2 separate regions of the Mus musculus genome follow, and region 2 is linked to region 1. A link is a contact called in public promoter capture Hi-C data. All regions are on one chromosome and are shown on one strand. The core of a region is the stretch at or near the end of the contact, and the rest is flanking DNA. Distances in the headings are between cores, read along the strand shown.

What was found. Promoter capture Hi-C pulls out the DNA fragments that hold promoters and counts their contacts.
Region 2: a contact with region 1 is called in a promoter capture Hi-C map of 3T3-L1-derived adipocytes, with 2.9 times the contacts expected there. The contact joins the enhancer-like site here to the promoter of Hoxd3 in region 1. A contact is called at or near these places in 10 of 39 promoter capture datasets (the 3T3-L1 cell line, 3T3-L1-derived adipocytes, the C10 cell line and 7 more), 1 of 484 Hi-C or Micro-C datasets (embryonic fibroblasts), 3 of 115 datasets of contacts at active chromatin or transcription factors (T-cell acute lymphoblastic leukemia and stem cell-derived neural progenitor cells) and 2 of 9 other capture datasets (adipose tissue and embryonic stem cells).

Annotation. Positions count from the first base shown.
Region 1 is chr2:74,708,278-74,714,889 of GRCm38.p6, reverse strand. It overlaps Hoxd3 (homeobox D3), which reads right to left and starts at 2,897. Exons shown (of 3, transcript NM_010468.2): 1 at 2,574-2,897. It overlaps Gm38462 (predicted gene, 38462), which reads left to right and starts at 2,832. Exons shown (of 2, transcript NR_164327.1): 1 at 2,832-2,920. Hoxd3os1 (homeobox D3, opposite strand 1) reads left to right here. Exons shown (of 3, transcript NR_027899.1): 2 at 489-619; 3 at 4,609-4,846.
Region 2 is chr2:74,847,730-74,854,531 of GRCm38.p6, reverse strand. It overlaps Mtx2 (metaxin 2), which reads right to left. Exons shown (of 10, transcript NM_016804.4): 3 at 6,187-6,233. Among named protein-coding and RNA genes, the nearest start is that of Mtx2, 25 kb to the right of the region's middle. Within about 2 kb of position 4,296, at least 6 of the 459 cell types and tissues checked have an H3K27ac peak or open chromatin away from gene starts, as enhancers often do. A contact at or near this core is called in 3T3-L1-derived adipocytes, where this site is marked.

The sequences.
Region 1 (6,612 bases), core at 1,648-4,147:
CTTTGAATTAGAATTTTCACATATGGGGTGCAGCTTCTCCCTGTCATCTGTTAACAGAGAGGGGGAACACCACCCTGGGTTTAGAGAGCATAATTTCTCCTCTAGTTTTGCAAAACTATCAAGTCTAGGAGATACTTTCCTTTGAAACAATGGTATCTATTTTTATCATTTCCGAAAAAGTGCACCTAAATTGGATTTAAATCGGAATTCCGAGTTCTTGGTTGCTTCTCCACAGCTTCCTGTGCCCCCGAAAACCCTCACTGGCCTCCGCCGCACTGCGACAAGGCCGTAAACACCTCTAACAGCTGCCTGCCAGCCCAGGGTGAAATACTGTCTTTGTTCCGGTTTCCCCTGCCTCTTGGACTCAGAGAACAGAATTCTGGCAAAATATACGTATTAGTAGAAAGATATGATAGGAAAAAGACGGTTGATTTTCAGCCAGTTTTCTTGGCTACGTTTGTAATAGCGAACTTTGCTTTATTTCCTAGACTTTCCAGAGACTGCACTCCCAGCTCTTGTGTCCACCCAAGAAGAAACCAAGGCCAGGACATTGGCTCCCCAGTCTATAAATAGAAGTTTGGACCCAGGACGCTGGGAGTTTTGCCCAGAAACCTCTAAGGTCTTAGGCTCCGAATAATCTTTAAATTTCGTTTCTTTTTCTCTCCGGTTTTCTTTCCTTTTTTGTTTATTTTTTGTTGTTAGGTTCACAGAGACAATGAAGGCAGTTATGGCGGTGTCAGCCTCTTAGCCTTTCCTTGTAGAGAAAATGTGCGACTTCCCAAACGTTTATTTCTCAAGTGGCAACCAACCGTTTCTTTCCAATAAGCTTTGAATATCACCACGAGGCTCACAATGATACCCTACATCCTCCATGTTTGCACCTGGCACCACCTTCCTCTGTGTAATCAGAACCACGTTCTTCACCGAAACACGCTGGGCCACCAAACCCAGGAAAAAGCAGCTGAAACCCCAAACCTACAACTTGGCCAGCCGAGCATCCAGCCCACCCCAGCCCCACCCAGCCTCAGAACTCCAAGTCCACCCCCAGCCCCACCCAGACTCAGGCCATCAAGTCTTTGAGCCCCACCCAACTTCAATGAACCTAGCTAGCTGCAGGGCCTATGGACGCAGTCAAGGAGCTTGTTTTTCCAAAGGGAATGTTTCCTCTTACTCTCAGCGTCATCAATGTGTAATAGGGAACTGCTTACAAGATACAGACGCTCCGAATAAAAATAAAATAAGAAACAAAAACCCACTCCAGAGACAGTGAGCCCTCTGAGTTACCGACCCAGAACAATTCTGCAGACATCAACTGGTCCTCCATTTTGAAATGAGAGTGATTCCATCCTTAATTACTAAAAACACCTTTCTACAAACATATCACCTATTGTTCACAAGTATTTGTACAGCCAACACTGTTATACTGGAATATCTGGGCAAACAATAAGGATTTGTCGATAAGCACGTTGGGGACTATGGCCCACCGCCATGTGCAGTCTTATGCGCAATGCGGCAGATTGTCTAAGGTTTCAATGTTTCCCTATGTGTTCCTGAAGGAACAGGAAATAGGGGTTTCAAAGTGCATCGTCAAATGCCATCCAAAATTTTGGGGAGTGAAACAACATTATGTTCTGCAAAGATTTTCTTTTTCTTTCTTTCTTTTTTTTTCCTGTGTGTTTGGTTCAGTAGTTTCGAAATAAGGGAAATATTGCAGTATGGTGTTTATTGGAAAATGGAAAAAAAAACACAACGCATTTGGAAAGCAAAAAGATCTACTCTTTCATTACTCTGACAAATGAGAAACACACGCGATGTTTGAACGCCGAAATGCCTCACATTTCTCAAATATCTATTGGGTTTATCCTAAAACCTGTACCAGATTTTCTGATATTACTTCCCATAGCAAACATCCATTTGTGACATAAAATAGTCCAAATTCACCTGACACATTATCAGATGCAGGAAGAACCTAGCTTGGGTTATTATTACCATTTTCCCCTTAAGAATTAGAGAAATGTTTTTAAATAATTAAAGCGTCTTTATACACAAGGCCCAATAAAATATAGATCCTAAAAATTGGCCTCACCCATGAAAGACATCCTGAATACACCGAAGTCTCCCCACCCCCACCCACGACCCAACCCTCGAAAAACACCTGTTAACCTAGGGTAGTTCTGACCACCATCAAACCACAGAAACACGGTATTCTATACCATACGAAACCTTTACTGACCCCACCCCTCACCCCCCAGCCCCAGCCAAGCTGAGGAGTCCAGAAACCATTTTCACATTCTTCTTCACAGGGCGGATTGGGGGAGGGGAGCTCGGGATCTGCGGGTTTCCAAGTCAAGGGATCTCTGAGGGGGTGGGGTGAGGTGAGAGACACGAAGGAGTCCCCAATGCACTTTTGAGCCTAGCAGGACCCTACCTCGAGCCCCAAGGGACATACTTTAGGGACGAGGATGCAGAGAGCGATCCCCAGGTTCTTGAATAACGCGGGGAGCTGGGGAAGTGGCACCCATTGCCCGAGGCGGTGGAGCGGGCAGCTCCTGCGCCAGCAGGGTGGCTCTTACCCGGAGGGTGCCGAACTGCGGGCGGTCGGCCCGGACTGTGGCTGGAATCCATCCGGCGCTGCCCGGCTGCGCTCACCATCCTCGGCAGGTTTGGGCTCATGTTGCTGGAGGGATCGGGTAGGAAGCTCGGGACCAGGGTTGAAGCAGGCGGTCGGCTCCCTGCTGGAGTGTGAGAGGCGGCTGGTGGCTCGGCGCCCGGGGCTCCTTCCGGGCTCCCCGCCGGCTCTGGAAGCGGCCGCAATCGCGACCGGGGGCGAGCTGCGGTGGAGTCGCGGCGGGAGCCCAGGCCGCTGCGGACCACGCGATCCCGCAGCCGGCGACTAGAGCCCACCTCTGCAGAGACAAAGGTTAGAAAAAGAGGGGGTGAGGCTCTGGGAAAGCAGAATGCGGGGGCAAATTCGCCTGGGAAATCAGGAAAAAGGCCGTGAAGGCGAGCGGCGCCTGCACATGACCAGCCGCAGCCAATGACGACCGCAAATAGGTCATAAAAAGGTCTATTACCAAGTTGTAAATTTTCTTCAAACAAAAAGGAATTTACTGCAATTCCTTGCGGATTTTGCACATACAGCTCGCGAGCGCCATGTTTTTCCTCTTCTCTTTCTCTCTCTCTCTCCTCTCTCTCCTCTCTCTCTCTCTCTCTCTCTCTCTCTCTCTCTCTCTCTCTCTCTCTCCTTACTACCTCTCCTCTTTTTATCTTCTTTTCTTTTCCTTTCTCTTCGGAATCCCTTTCCTCTCTTCTCTCTCTCTCTCTCTCTCTCTCTCTCTCTCTCTCTCTCTCTCTCTCCTCTCTGTGTGTCAGTTCTCTCTCGTTCTGTCTCTGTCTGTCTCTGTGCCTCCCCCCCCCTCTTTCACACACACACACACACACACACACACACACACACACACACACACGCACGCGCGCACGCACCACACCTTTTCTAGGAATTACTGGGCATTTTTGGTTTTGTTTGGCTCAAAACGTCTGTGCAATTGGCCGCCATGTGGGAGGGAAATGAGACCAGGCAGTGCTTAAGCTCCGGGGATGTCATCCCACAGCGCCTCCCCCAGTCCCAAGTCTGCCCCCCCCCCCAACGTTGGTCACTTGGCTACTCTCTTCCTCTCCCTCACAAAAAAACACTTGTCCAGAAGGAAAGCAGGCACTCTCAGTTTTTACCCGCTCATTTCAGGAAAGCCACATCCCAATACTTTACCCAGAAAACGGGGCTGTTTAGGCCAAGAGAGCACATTCATTTGCCACTTGGCTCCAACTTAAATTAGGGTCCCTCCCGCCTCCTACGTGTTTCTGTGGTGGGGGAGCAACCACTCATCCCAAAGGCTGTGAATGGTTTGGGATACTTGTCTACCTCTCTGAAATACCATTTTGAGCACCCACGATTGGGCTTTTAATCTATTGCCACAGAAAGGAAATTCCCCCCCCCCCCCATCCCTCACTTTAGGTCCTCGATCAATTCTTGCTTATTGGGGAAGTTAGTACTAGTCCTCTCTGCTCTTTCTTCAATCATTTCAGCCCCTGGCCTCCATGTTTGACCATTGAAAAACGCTCAATGCAGCTCTGGGAAGGGAAGGAGTTTTATCTGTTCTTGAAAAGAACAATCTAGGAAAAAAAAAATTCCTCAAAGGTTGGAGTGGTATCACCTTTGTATTGTCAGTGGGAAGCTCTCTGGGGAGCTCACCTGAAAGTCAATGGTATTGCAGGTTCCTCTCAGGAGCACTGCGACCAGAGCCTGCCTGACAGGGACCACTATCCTGCTCAGTCATTTTCAGAACAGTCTAGCAAGGTGTTTCTGAGTATCCGCATTAGATGTTGGAGCTCTAAGTTACTAGTGGAGATGAACTGAAGCATAGCGCCCCTTTGTGCAGGTCATTTGTATCCTAAGAGAAAGTTCTCATGAACTTGGATAATTTTAATTAAAGGGTTTCTGCCACCATCTGTCAGCAAAATTCTTAATTCTTGAAAAGGCCAGTGGGCTCTAATTTTGCTGGTCCATTAAAATGGTTTTTTTTTCCTCTCTCTTTCCCTTTCCACCTCTAGACACCCAAGGATTCAGCAAACATCCAAGATATGGAGGAGACACTAGATGTGAATTCTTATGCAGTGAATTAAACAATATGTTATTACACAAGGAAATGGGCAAGCTGGTGCTTATTCCCTGGTCGATACACATAGAAGTGGGTAAAGAGATTGTTCAATTCTAAAACATTCTAAAAATTAATCTCAATTTGCCTCTGTATCATCTGCCCTCTATCCAAATAAAAGCAGAGCTTATCCCATGCCCTTTCAGCCTGGGGGAAATGAGGGATGGGGAGAGACTGCAGAGAGAGGCAGCCATGTTGTGCTGTTTGTCTGCTGTGCAGAGGCAAGCAATAGGACTCGGAAAATGGAATCCTAGAACCGACTTTTCTCTAAAAGGGAGGAACCACCACACCCTCTTTTTGTCTGTGGCTCCGGTGTTGTCACTCAGAAGGCTTTTCTCTTGTAGCCAGTGTTCACATTGAGGGGCCCTTGATTTTTGTGGAATTACAGACTTTGCTAGGTCTCAGGATAGAAAAGCGCCACCTGGTTTTACAAGGTCTCTGGAGGTTTATGTAAATTTGTGCAGCAAAAAAAAAAAAAAAAAAAAAAAAAAAAGTTCCTTTCTTGCTGCAGTGCTTGACTGTTTACAGAGCTGAACCAATCAGAAAGGCACCTTGCCTGCTTCCCCACTAGTCCCTCCCCACTGAGATGGCATCAAGGGGTGGGGGTCCAACCTTGATGAGAGGAAGAGAGGAATGGGGGAGGGTAATTCCTCAAGGTCTTTATTTGGAAACCTATGCTCTTTGGTAGCTGCAGAAACATTCATTTTTACATTTATTATCAGCATTTTCTGTATGTGTAAATCTATGGTTCAGGGGCCAGTGTGGCCCTAAACGAAGGTGCATTTTCAGAGCTGCAAAGTCTGTCAGAATGTCAAAGATGTGGTGTTTTTACCTTATTTTCTATCTTTGATTTCTATTCCCACTCCTTCACTCAGTAGGTCCTTTTCCTAGTTGAAGCTTGTCAAATTTTAGTTTGAAGAGTGATATTTGGGGGAGCATTCTTGAGTTGGAGATACCAATTTTTTAATTTATTAATTTTTGTTATATGTGTACAAATGTTTTGGCAGCATGCACGTAAGTGCACCCCATTCCATTTCCTGGAACTAGGCTTGTGCATGGGTGTGAGTCACCACATGGATGCTAAGAACTGGAGCCTTGATATTCTGCAAGAGCAACAAGTGCTCTAACTGCTGGGCCATCTTTCCCACCCCAGAGAGAGCAAAGTTTAAAGAGTCCCTTAAATCAAAAGCAGTTGGAGTTTAGCCAGTGCTGGTCTTCAGGTAGTTTATGCCCAAGGCTGTTTTCCAGCTGGGCTCTCAGCCCAAGGCGTCCTTGCTCTCTGTTCCAGCTAACACAGACAGCGATTGGTTCAGGCAGTACACAAGAGTACGCAAACATCCCCAAATCCAACACTGGCCTTTGCAGCTGTCTGCTCTGTACAAATGTTTAAGCCTTGGCCACTCCTGATTAAATCATCTTTCCGGGCTTAGGTTGACAAATGTCACAGCCATGGCCTCTTCCCTGGGTGGAGAGTCAGGTGGTGACTTGCCTTTAACCCAGCCAGCACCAATCCTACTGCTATCCACAAGACAGCAGACAAACCACCCACTACCGCCTGCCAGTGAGCCTGGTGCAAAGCTCAAGAGCCTTCTTTTCTTACTGATGTCATAGAAGCCAGCCTGGAAAGTGACAATAAAACAAAAACCACACTCATAAAAGTAAATGTGGCTAGAAAAAGCAGCCACAACTCAATGTCTACTTTAAAGTATTGCCATTTTTTCCCATGAGAAATACATTTATTTGTATTTCTCCTTTCCTTCCTTCTTTTCTCTACCCCCACCCCCATATAAAAAAGCAGCTGCATGAACAGCTTCAAATGGGAAATGGATATCCTGTTAATAATAGATGCCAAACCCCAGCTTCAACTGGGAGTCTTTGGAATTAGGCTGTGGTGTAACCT
Region 2 (6,802 bases), core at 3,047-5,546, 140 kb before region 1:
AAAGCTTAATACAGCTTCTTGTGTCACATAAAGCACATTAACAAAGCTACTTGACGTCTAGATAGGTACACAGTCTACACGGCTCAGGCTTCCACCTTAGGACAAAGATTCTATTCGGGTCCTAATTACATCTGAAACACTTTGCGTGAAAATTTGATAAGGCTTATTCTCAAGCATGCAATGCCAGTTTCAGGGCACAAAATGAAAATGATTCTGAATTGTAATTCCTATCCTGTTTCACTAGAACACAAAGGAAAATCTGTGGTGACAACTGAAGAATTATTTTCCACCTTACAGAAGAGAGATGTTTTAAAATTAAAAACTATGAACAAATCTATCCACAAAATAATTCATTTTATATCAAACAGCTGCAGATCCCGTAATTGAAATAATGTATCTAAGGTTACAAATGAGAAGTGTTAGGTATCATTCTTAAAGAGACATATTAAGTTGCTAATACAGTTACAGTAATAGCTCTATTTGTAGTTTAACATAAATTAAGACTATAATTATGTTTGTGACTATTTTAAACAAAATAACAAATTCCTTTGTACCTGTGAATATAATTTATAGCAAAGCCAAGTTCATTTTCCAAACCAATCTATTTCCCACTGCAGAGGTTCTCTGCTATAACAGTATAATGTAATTCTTGTGGAATGGTGAAAGTGTAGATTCACTAAAAGCACAGAAGAGGTTTGAAGATAAATGAAGATGCTATTCATTCAAGGGTAATTTCATCTCAGAACTATATGAAAGATGTTTCACTCACACAGGATAGTGTATGGTCTCAAATTTAAGTGTGTTTTCAGCTCAAATATAATACTGCTAGATCGATTATGCTGATACTACACATCTAATAATGAAGAATGCTAGCATTTTTCTACTAAAAAAAATATATTGTCTTCTTCTTATCACTGTCATTACTCTATTTACTGCAACAAAATTTAGTATACAGCTTGATATTTACCTTTTAAAGAAACAAACAAAAAAGTGATGATACTCGACTTTTAATTTCACGGGGGCCTATAGAAATACAGATTTTTTAAAAAAGAATTATTTATTTTATGTATATGAGTACACAGTAGCTGTCTTCAGACACTCCAGATGGAATCATCTGAGCCATGTGGTTGCTGGGAATCGAACTCAGGACCTCTGGAAGAGCAGTCAGTGCTCTTAACCACTGAGCCATCTCTCCAGCCTGAAACATGGATTTTTTAATAAGATAAATATTTACATTAGAAAATATCAGTCAGTACAAACTATTTCACAAGTGACTTAAAATGACCATTAGCCACCTACTGCATTTTGAATATGACTACTTCATGAGTACAAGACTAGCTCAGATGCTTTATGCACCGCACACCACTTATGTGCTAAAGAACTAATAGGAATATTGAGATTGTTTTACTCTGTTAAGCTCTGCTTACAATCTAAGTTCAGTTTTACTTTAGAAACATCATTATTTTATACTTATTCATACTTTATATTTATACTTCATAACTCATGCCAGGTGTTGTAAGTGTAACTTAGCATCATGATCTAATTAATGTGATATAAAACAATAAATCTCAAGAATTTACATTTAAATTCAACAATATCAAGGAAACATCTGCAGCCTCCATCTTGCTCATTTTAGATTACTGAGAAGGGCGGCTGTCACTACATTCCTTTCCGTAGTTATTGCTGCCTTCTCCTAACACTGAAGTAAAGACAAAAACCTCATTTTGCAGAGTAAAAAATCAAACTGAGAAGGATAGACTTTAGAATCTTTAAATTTATATTTTATGAAACTATAAAGCAGCTTTAATTATTAAATATTTCTACAAAATAATACCCCATTCATTCTCTATTAACAAGTCAACTAACAGCATCCTACCAGTATTCATATCATGGTTAAGCTGGCACTTCATCTGCGAAGAACAACTTGTTGAAAACAAGATCATTTTACCTAAAATTCTTGAGGTAAGCCATCTACTGTGGCCATCTACTGACTTGACAAGGAGCTGTTTTCTCACATTTTCCAATCTAACAACTAATTTGCAGTCCAAAGGAGAAAGGTATTCCTCACTGCTCACCTCAAGACTACACTAGAATATTACCATTTAACCACTAAGAAATACCTCCACCTACAGAGCCTCATTTGCTATTAAAAAAAAACAAAAACAAAAACAAAAGCAAGGGCCATCAGCGTAAGTCTGTATGAGCCCATCTGATAGGTTAGTATGTTACTGTGCACACCATTAATGAAGCCTATAGAAGACGTTGCAGTTTTTGACAAAGTAACAGAAAGAAAACAGCTTTTACTATCTTTATTTTTTTCAATTTTAGAGTTATTTACTCACCAAAAAAAAAAAAAAAAAAAAAACAAGAAAAATAAAAAGATTAAATAAAACACAGATATTCTTTTTAGTCTGAGCTTAAATCTCATTCTTTGCTTTTATATAATTTTATTTATTTAATTTTTATGTGCACTGGTGCTTTTGCTGCATGTGTGTCTATGTGAGGGTGTCAGATCTTGGAGTTAGACAGTTGCGAGCTACTATGTGGATGCTGGGAATCAAACCCCGGTTCTCTGGGGGAGCACTCAGTGCTCTTAACGACTCAGTCATCTCTCCAGTCCCCTTAAATATGATTCTTAATGTACAAAAACGTTAATTTTTCATGCAGTCATCTAATAATGATCATCAATTTGTGACACTAAAAAAAAAAAAAATCCCATTTTTATAGACTCCATATTCAGACACACAAAAAAGAAAAGCCAGGTTGTTTAAATTGGCTTCATATATTTAATGACATTATTTCTAAACTTCACTAGAAGGTAGTAGTAGTATATATATATATACACATACACATACACATACACACACACACACACATACATACACACACACACACACGTTCACGAAACAAGTGTATAAATCCTTGAAGTCAAAATAGGTATTAATTCTCCATCAACAACTTCTATTTCTATAGCCTTAATATTTTTCAAAAAAATTCTTATTCATTACAGCTAGCACAGACTGAGGTCTACTCTAATTGTACATATAAGACTTTGAATTTAATATGAAAAAAGGAAACTATTGATTACATGATAATATTTTCATATACTGAGCTAAGTAAAACATAACTAAAACTTAACTACATTATTAATGAGGCTACTAGAACTTTTTGAATTGCTTAGTGGCTAGCACTGACTTATTTACTGTACAGTTGGTTAAATTTAGGGGATAAGAAACACAGTAACAGAGAACTATCAGGTTTGTCTTACTAATTAACATAAGCCTACGTCTCTCAAAATAGCACTTTACGACGGGAAATGTCTCTATGCATGTGTGTGCATACAATGTTACATAAACACTAAACTCATGAAAATCTATCAGGCTGACTTTTTGCTCCAGTCAGCAATGACGATTCCATCATGACTAAGCAGCACTCAGGCAAGCCTGTACTGGGAGAGAAATGATACAAAGAAAGAAAATCACAGGGAAAATAATCACCAAAAGGAAAATTATTTTCTTTTGAACCGAAGTCATAAAGGTATCTTTCATTAAAAATAACCAAGCACTTAGCTTCCAGAATATACTAAACACTACCCAGTGTGATAAGTAAAATTTGAATTTTCTGATGGCGTAATTGGCTATTAAAATGTCCACTGTTTGATATCTGGTATCTTCTAGAAAATATACAGTTTATGGATACTTGTCACATTGTTTTGACCAATTTTATACATCACACATGACGCCTTTAGCTGATTCTTCTAAACAGATGCTGCTCCTCTCTATACAGAAGAAAATTACTCTATAAAGTTTATATCAGATATGTGGAAAAGTCACATTTATAGTCATGGCTACTATCAGCTGTCAAGCCAAAGAATATTGAGGAAAACCAGGAATTTTTAATATATGCTGGTTAATTTATCATCTAAGTGACATATGTAGGATAAAAAATTGAAATGGTTAAGCAAAATTCCATTATTTTTAAAAGAACTTTTTTGGTGTTATTTCAGTTGCAACTGTGATTGAGAAACTATAGTGAAAAAAACAAATTAATAGGAACCATAAGAACAATAATATATACCACGTTGGGTTTTTCCTTCCCTTCCAGGAAAAACTTAAATATCAACTTTTAAAATAGTGGTAGTCTGACATTTTGCTTTGTACAACAACTGATTAAACCATCTAGACTCTGGCTGATCAAACTTGACAACATTTCTACTTGGAGCTGGAGAGCTCATTGCTGAGAGCTGACCTATATACACTGTGGAACAGTGAGCAGTGTCCCTGGTGTCTGCCCAGTAGGGATATCCAATGGCACTCCTCCAACATTTCTGACAACCCAACGTGCTTAACCACTGTCATGTCCTCAAGGAGCCAAACACTCCCTAGCTGAGTTATATTGTCCTGTTTGTTCAAAATTAATAACTGCAGTACTCCCTACAATAATACTATTTCACTTAAGGGCCCTTCTTCATAAAGGACCCTTAGATGACTTCAATAAGGAGTAAACCTGCTGAAATCACATACAAAATAGCCTGGGTACCATTTTTCTTTCACTACATGCACTGGAAAATTTTCTGGAAAAAAATGTTAATTAACCTTGTTAAATTCTTAAAGTGCTATCTCCCAAATGACAGTTAAAAGTGGTCAAGAAACACTGCATCATCTAAAATAGTCACTATGCCCTAAAGATGTCTTTTCAAAGATAAAAAATTGAAAATATTATCTTACACACAGCAAATAATGTATTTGCACTGTTGTTTATCAGGCAAGACCACTTCACCACACTAACAAACCATTTATACAATATATATCTGAGTACATTCTTTATTTCAGGCAACTATGTTTTATACATACATATATACATATATACATATACATACATACATATATACTATGTCATATATTTATATATGACACTAAAATGCTATTTATCTCACTAAAAAAAAGATTAAGAAAAGCTGTATAAAGTGTTTTTGTGTATGTATGTATGTATGTGTATATATATATATACATATATATATATATAGAGAGAGAGAGAGAGAGAGAGGGAGAGGGAGAGAGAGATTGCACATAACTGGAAATTTGTTTATCAAAGTTAAGATAAAAAGAAAAGAAAAATTAGTTAAATAACATTTAAAAACAAAATAAAGGCAAAAATTACAATGTATATTCTTGGTAAAAGATATAAAACAAATGTAAACAACTAATAAATTATTGTCCAAGCACATTTTTTCCCATCGTTTCTGCCTTAAAGCAAAGATAAGCTGAATGCCATACTATCTTCTGTCATACTAGATGCTTGTATTAAACCTGGAGGTTATCAAATTAAATAAAATAAATGAGATGACCTAAAATTAAATGCTTAGCATTATGCCTCCAAAGCAACAAAAGCTTGATAAATACTTTCTCTCCTCCCATTTCTTTGTCCACCAGCAGCTCTCAGTCTTATCTACAATAAATGTTACAGATCTACAGATTCCTTTTATATGCAGCACAGTAAATCTTCTTTGTGATTCAAACTATATAAACTACGTACCTAAGCAGCTAAACATGTAAAATGCTTATATAAACTGTAATTTTACAACTTACAAAAACATATACTTTTTCCAAATAAACAATTCTCCATGTATTCCATAATACAATTTAAAGTTTACACTGCTAAAAGTTATTTTTTGGATTATCCAACTTAAAAAAACCACTGCAGTCAATAAGGGGACTGGGAATAATAAACACACATGTAATCAGTAAATATATAAGGAGTAGCTAGAAAGAATCTGCTTGAAGAGTAACAGATGGAATTAAGGTCAGCATGTGTGCAATGAACAGAATGATTAAAAATATGTAGTAACTCTTTACAAATAAGTTAGAAAATAATTTTAAGTCTGTAAGTGAAATTATCACTCCAAATCAAATACTATTATATCTAACCAAAAGTAAAACAATTGCTAAGACAGAACATGCAATTTTGCTTAAAGGAACAAATAATGAAATTTATTTTGCATAGTGAAAGCTGAAACTCCTATATAGAATTATACTGCACAGAAGAGTGAGATTATACTGATAATGCTAAGTCTCACAGAAAGACTCTAAACATACAGTATCAGACACTCAGTGGGGGTGAACTGCAACTCCAAATGATATAAATCCTTTAGCACTAAGAACAAAATTACATTATTTACATATTTACCTGCACAGCAAGAGATGCTGCATTGTCAGAAAGCAAAATTTGCTCCCCTGTGGAAACATAATGAAAGGTTCAAAGTTTAACTTCTAAATAAGCAAAATATACTTATAATATTTTAAAGTGATTTTTATTTTTTAAAAAATCCTACACTAATGAAATTATGAAGATGTGTATCAATGTTGTTATGCAATAATTTCGGTTACATTACTATGTATAAATAATGATAAATTAAGACTGTTCTAAAATTTATTTGATCATTTATCTCATTTTATCAACAATTAAAATTGTTTATTTAAAAACCACTTATTTTGTAAGTTTTAAAAAATCTTTTCTTTTAATTAAAATGAAGTAAAATAGTATCTGTTCAAATCTTTCTAGTTAAAAGTAAAAGCATTCACAACCATATAAACCAGCTAACAGTTAATATTGCACAGTGTGTCTAGGTCTGTCACACAAAAGAAAGATGACAAGTTCACTGCAATAAAAATTCCATGCTTAGAAGACGGGGGCTGCTGCCTATTAGTCTTCATTACTTTGCAGTCTTCTGACAACTGTAGCAGGCTGCTGAGCCCCAAATGGGGTCCATAATGTGATCTGATGATATATGAAGAGCTGCTAA